2 separate regions of the Rattus norvegicus genome follow, and region 2 is linked to region 1. The links are chromatin contacts, called in public Hi-C maps. All regions are on one chromosome and are shown on one strand. Each heading gives the region's core, a stretch centred on a gene start, on an enhancer-like site or on the middle of the called end of the contact. The rest is flanking DNA. Distances are from core to core; before and after follow the strand shown.

Region 1 (2,961 bases), core at 166-2,665:
AGCCTCTCCAGCCTGAGCCAGACAGGTCGCCTGGCACTCTCTTAAGTCCCCCGAGCTCGCCGCCTCTCCACCACCTTGCAGGCCAAGCTGAGCTATGCCTGGGGTTGGCTTTGCATTTCTGCGCCTCTTGCCTTCAGGAAGGAAAGCTACGGAGCAGGTTGGCCATGTCTAGACAGCAGCTCTGGGTTTGTCATCTCAGGTGCTCTTGGCCTGAGGCTGGCCGCTGGCCTCCGTGAAGCAGATAGTAGGAGATCTTTTCTCCCTAAAACTCAGTTGCTTGGGGACTCATGTTACTTGTGCCAAAATTTCCTTAAATCGATTCTTTTCGCTAATCCTCTTTTAAAAATTACTGGCATGGATTCTTTTTCTCTCCCTCTGGATTATGTAAACATTACACACACACACACACACACACACACACACACACACACACACACACACACACACACCAGTAAGATCATCGCGTTGACACCACTTCCACTCTGTCTCCCCAGATCAACGCTTCTAGCGAACCCATTTGCGCTGGGGACTCAGCCCTCTCTCTTTTTTCCTGGCGAGGCTTATGAACCTGTCACCAAGCCAGTGCCTCCAAAAAGGAGGAAGTGCGGTGGGACTCAAAGGATACATGGCGCCCGCCCCCAGCTAGCTGCTCTTCAGATGATCTGCAACCAAGTTGGCTGATAAAATATTTAGTAACGACCCAGTAAACATGACTGCAAATACATTAAAGCACTTCAGCGCCACGGCTTATGATTATTTCAAAACTTAAAAAGGAGATCATAGATTGTCACTGTTTCTGTACCCTAGCCGGAAACCGAACCTTCCTGAGGTGGGTTGATGGGTGGGCTAGCCGCTTCGCCTCCTTATCTCTCTTAAGGCTGTGGCTTTCAGCGGCTGGAGGTTTGTTGATTTATTTATTTATTCGTGTAGTTTAAAGTGGGGGAGGGGGCGTCAAGGACACGCAGCACCGACTCAACAAAGCACAGGCTCAGGTGTGTATGCTTCTGCGTATTAACTGGAAAAGACAGACTCTGGAAGTTTTACAGGGCGAGAAGAGGCCACCGGCTCGCGCTTTGTATACTTTGCACTTGAAATCGTTACATTCAACTGAATATTTGGCTCATTCAGATCCGAAAAGTCTCCTAGCATCATCGAATTCCCTCCTCCACCCCTCCTCTCTAAAGAGAGAAGGGGGGGGGGGTTAGGAAATGTTTAGTAAATTGCACATCTTTGAATCTTCCTAAAGCAGTGGTCACAAAGCTTAAAGGTGACATAACAGAGCTCACGTAAACCAACACACTTTCCCCACCCCCCAAGCCAACAATAAAATCATCCCCTTCAATTTGCCATGATCGTCGCGACCAGGAGCCAGGTGATTATCCTAATTAATGTCTATCTAATTAAATTACTGTCAGCAGCTAACCAATGGCAGGAGCCGTTTCATCGGCTGCATAAGCAGCAAGATCAAAAGTGAGCCTTTTCTGATTGCTGCATAGTGTCAATTGGCCAATCTCTTCTCCCAGGGAAAAAAAAAAGTAAATCAAACCTTTGAGAAGCATTTGCTGGTTGAAGTGCTTTCTGTCTAGTGAGGGGTCTGTGGATTCCTAGTTTATGATAAACAGGACTTTAAAACCCAGGGACGGGAGGGCCAGCCTTCAGGTTCTAGAGCTATGCAGCTGGAGCATTGCCTCTCTCCTTCTATCATGCTCTCCAAGAAATTTCTCAATGTGAGCAGCAGCTACCCACATTCGGGCGGATCTGAGCTTGTCTTGCATGATCATCCCATTATCTCGACCACTGACAACCTGGAGAGAAGTTCACCTTTGAAAAAAATTACCAGGGGGATGACGAATCAGTCAGATACAGACAATTTTCCTGACTCCAAGGACTCACCAGGGGACGTCCAGAGAAGTAAACTCTCTCCTGTCTTGGACGGGGTCTCTGAGCTTCGTCACAGTTTCGATGGCTCTGCTGCAGATCGTTACCTCCTCTCTCAGTCCAGCCAGCCACAGTCTGCGGCCACCGCTCCCAGTGCCATGTTCCCGTACCCCGGCCAGCACGGACCGGCGCATCCCGCCTTCTCCATCGGCAGCCCCAGTCGCTACATGGCCCACCACCCGGTCATCACCAACGGAGCTTACAACAGCCTGCTGTCCAACTCTTCGCCGCAGGGCTACCCCACCGCCGGCTACCCCTACCCACAGCAGTACGGCCACTCCTACCAAGGAGCCCCATTCTACCAGTTCTCCTCCACCCAGCCCGGGTTGGTGCCCGGCAAGGCGCAGGTATACCTGTGCAACAGGCCACTTTGGCTGAAATTTCATCGGCATCAAACGGAGATGATCATCACTAAACAGGGAAGGTAATGCTACTTTTCTTGGCTGCCGCTGTTCCAGGCGTGACCCTGGGCGAACGCACCCAAGTTGTGACCGCCGGGCAGCGACTATGTGGGGTCGGGGAGCGGAGTGGAAAGGCGCTCGGGTGCGCCCTGGAGTTGGCTGGTTTTGGAAAAGGGGAAAGTGGAAGGGATAATAACCACCGTGGTGATGTTTGGTGGCGGGGAGCCTGCTGTGCCAATGCGGTCGGAGAACCAGTCGGTGGCTGGAGCAAGACGAAGAGCCGTGGCCGCTAACAGGCTTTCAGAGCAACTCATCGAAGCTGGCCTGTGCCGACAGGTGGAGAAGCAGGCCGCCAACCCGGCTCTCTACCGAGCAATCCGTCCCCCAACTCCAGAGCGCTCGGTGCTCTCCCCGACTTCGGTCCTACATCTTCCCTTCTCCCACTCTCCCTTTCTAGATCAGCAAACATTCGTTCAGACACGCGGCGAGGACAAGTTTTGCTTAGCTTTCTGGCGCCCCGCTTCTTGCAGCATTTAATCTTTAACATTTATTTTCTTTTTTTCCCCCTTGCTTTCTCTCTCTTTTTAATTCAAACAGGCGCATGTTTCCCTTTTTGAGTTTT
Region 2 (2,961 bases), core at 303-2,802, 750 kb after region 1:
CAATATGCAGCGACACTAATAAATGTTCAATACGCGTTGCAAAAAAAATACCTTGGCTTCTTTCGTTTTTTCTTTTCCTTTTCTTTCTTCCCTTTTTTTTTTAACCCGAAAGAACACATTTTTTTTTCTAAAACAGCTAGTTTTGAAGAGAAAATTGGAAGAAAAGATGTATGGTGCCATCTAGTGGTTATCAATATAACTGCATACATACTGTTCTTTTTCGTTTCCATTCGCAAAAAATAAATTTCTTCAAAGATTCGAGGTAGGTAAATTATTTATTAATAAAATATTTCGTACGTACTTCTTCAGTACTAATTTAGGAAAAGTCTAATTTCAGTGCTGTTAAGGTGATTGTTAGGTCCTCAGAGATTAAGGTGGTCTGTGTAATTATCTGTAGTTAGCGTTCAAGAAATTACAGTTCCAGACATTTACATAAACAAGCATGCCAACCTGTCATACTTTTTTTTAGTAACACAATGAAACAAAAGAACAATTTGAATAAAAGCACGCTGATTGAAAATTCATATATGGGAGCAGAACCTGCCAGCCGTTATAAATTCTGAATAAAGAACACAATTGGAGAAACCTGTTCTTTGGCTTGAGGTGCGGGAGGCTTGCCGCTTGCCCTCAGCTGTTGCTAGTGTGGCCAAGTAGTTCCTGGGATGACCGCAGACTGCGTCTTTTCTCCTAGTCTCCAGGGAGGAGTTACACACCTTTGACCGTCGCCACACACTGCCCATCTCCACATTGATCCTCTGTCTGCATCTGCCCCATCAAACAAAACCAAAGGTCCTACATTCACACGGGAGAAAATCTACAAAGCAGCCCTTCGGTTTCAGTGAACAAGTCCACCCTGTCCATTACGCGCCTGCAGCAGTAGTTCCCTGCTATAATGTATGTCTTCTCGCCGATAAAGGCTCCGTGGACGTCACAGCGTTAGTCCCCTTCACTGGACTTTGGGTCTGCCAGTGAGATAATGGGACCAGTGTGTTCCCAGCTCATCGTGAGTGAAAGCTCAAGATGTAGAAGCTTCAGGTGGCCAAGAATGTAAACCTGAGGGTCTGAATAATAAGTGGGGGCAAGGGGCTGAAGTCTAAGGAGCAGGGATCGGAGGTAAAGGGAGGGTATCCTGATGTGTCCTACCCAGTGGCTGTTGCTGTGCTCAGCCTGAGTTCTCCTTGATATCTCAGTACCTGCCCGAGGACCCTTCATTTGGTGAATCGTATACAAATGCCTTCCTATCCTTTGATTCGGAAGTGTACTCAATAAACCATCTATAGGGACAGCCTTTTTTTTTTTTTTTTTTTAAATATCACTCAGTAGCTCTATTTCTTCCATGCCAAGTCTGAATTCTTTTGTATGACCTGTGAGAGCTCTTTGACCTCTCAGCATCCCTCACTTCTGGGTCTTTTCCTTCTCCCCACTGGCCTTTTACCTTTCCCTCTACACCTTAAGCACTAGCTGTATTCAAATTCCAGTTTGTGGGGTTTACCCGACACTTATTCGGGCTAGCCCGAATGTTCCAGAAAACATTTTATTCTCTTTCTTTCCTCCCTGGCTTCGGTTTGACCTTCAGATACAAGTCTAAGCCCCTAAGGTCTCTCGGACTTGGACTATTTTACTGACATCACTCCATCATGTATCCCACATCCTGCTACTGCTTTGCTGACTCCGTGACAAAAATGGCCTCTTCCTTTGGGAGAGACTAAGCTAGCTCTGTGATGGATGGATGGTGTTTGTCTCCCTGCGGCTTTGTACTGAACGTGGGCAATAGTAAGCGCTACATACATGCCCAAAGAACTGATGAGAAGTTCCTGTTATTTAAGTGAAAGCAAATAAGGCTCGAGCACTCTATAAAACACTTCCGTGACACGGGACCTAATTGACACGGGACCTCCTTTCTCCTTCAGCTGGAATTTGTAAATCCCTTCTTCATTTTGTGAGAGCTGTTGTTTCAGGTTTCAAAAATGAGACTCCCACTTTCAATGCGACTTCTTATTTAAGTCAAAAGCTGAATGCACACAATCGGTATAAAGATTATCTCTATTTTGTGGACATGGGTGGTCCAGACACCCACAAGGAGATAAATAAATGTTTGAGGTGGGTCCTTCAATGATTTTTTCAATGGATGCCAATTTGGCAAGCTCGCCTGGGCCCTACCAGTGTGAGGAACCATGATTTTGGTATGATGTTGGGGAATTTGTGGCTCCCATCTGCTGGTTATCTCGCAAAATGTAGAGCTGAGAAAAATCACATACTGATTAAATCATAGAATCCCACACTTGGAAGGGACTTCATGAGATGATCGGGCCCGTCTCCTGAAGGTCAATGCATAAACCATCTTGTGCAGATGGCTGTTTATACTATTTTTAAAGCTCTTTAAGGATAGAGATTACACAGCTTCCCGTGGTAGTCTGATCTTCATGGTCAAGAACTTCCCTTTTAAAAAACCAGCTTCTCGCTGCAGTTTGGCTCACTTCCTCTTTTTGTCAGCTCGCTGCGAATGTGGGGAGCACATGATCAGAGTCCCCTGCTAATTATCCCTGGCCCACATCTCACACCCTTGCAACTAATTATTAAGAGCTATGCTGTTTCCCCTCCTAAGCGACACAGTCACAATGTCTTTATTTTTTTCAGGAGACTTATTTCCCCCTCCTATTATTTTTGTAATTTACTTTTTTTAATTTTTTTTTTTTTTGCCATACCACCACCCTGCGGAAAACTGATAATTGCGCTTGCGCTCATGTCTAGATCAGCTGTCAATGGACGGCGAAGCACCCTTACCTTGCTGCCTAGACCGCAACCTTTCTGTTTTTGTTCCTCCTGTGGATTTTTGTTCTGCAGTAAATCCCGAGCTGTTCACTGTCAACCTGCTACAATGGGGGAATCGCTCTTATTTGTATTGGTTCCTTTCTCAGAAGTGCGTGTCCTGTCCTGACCACCAGGAAGTGAATAGTCAAA

The links. A called contact is a pair of places that touch in the nucleus more often than the background predicts.
Region 2: a Hi-C map of frontal cortex shows a contact between it and region 1, with 5 times the contacts expected there. The contact joins the enhancer-like site here to the promoter of Tbr1 in region 1. A contact is called at or near these places in 2 of 12 Hi-C or Micro-C datasets (frontal cortex and prefrontal cortex).

Annotation. Positions count from the first base shown.
Region 1 is chr3:66,758,388-66,761,348 of GRCr8, forward strand. Tbr1 (T-box brain transcription factor 1) reads left to right here and starts at 1,416. Exons shown (of 6, transcript NM_001191070.2): 1 at 1,416-2,362; 2 at 2,937-2,961. The coding sequence starts at 1,671.
Region 2 is chr3:67,505,244-67,508,204 of GRCr8, forward strand. LOC120101554 (a long non-coding RNA gene) reads right to left here. Exons shown (of 3, transcript XR_005502169.2): 1 at 2,785-2,961. Among named protein-coding and RNA genes, the nearest start is that of Gcg, 25 kb to the right of the region's middle. Within about 2 kb of position 1,553, at least 4 of the 93 cell types and tissues checked have an H3K27ac peak or open chromatin away from gene starts, as enhancers often do.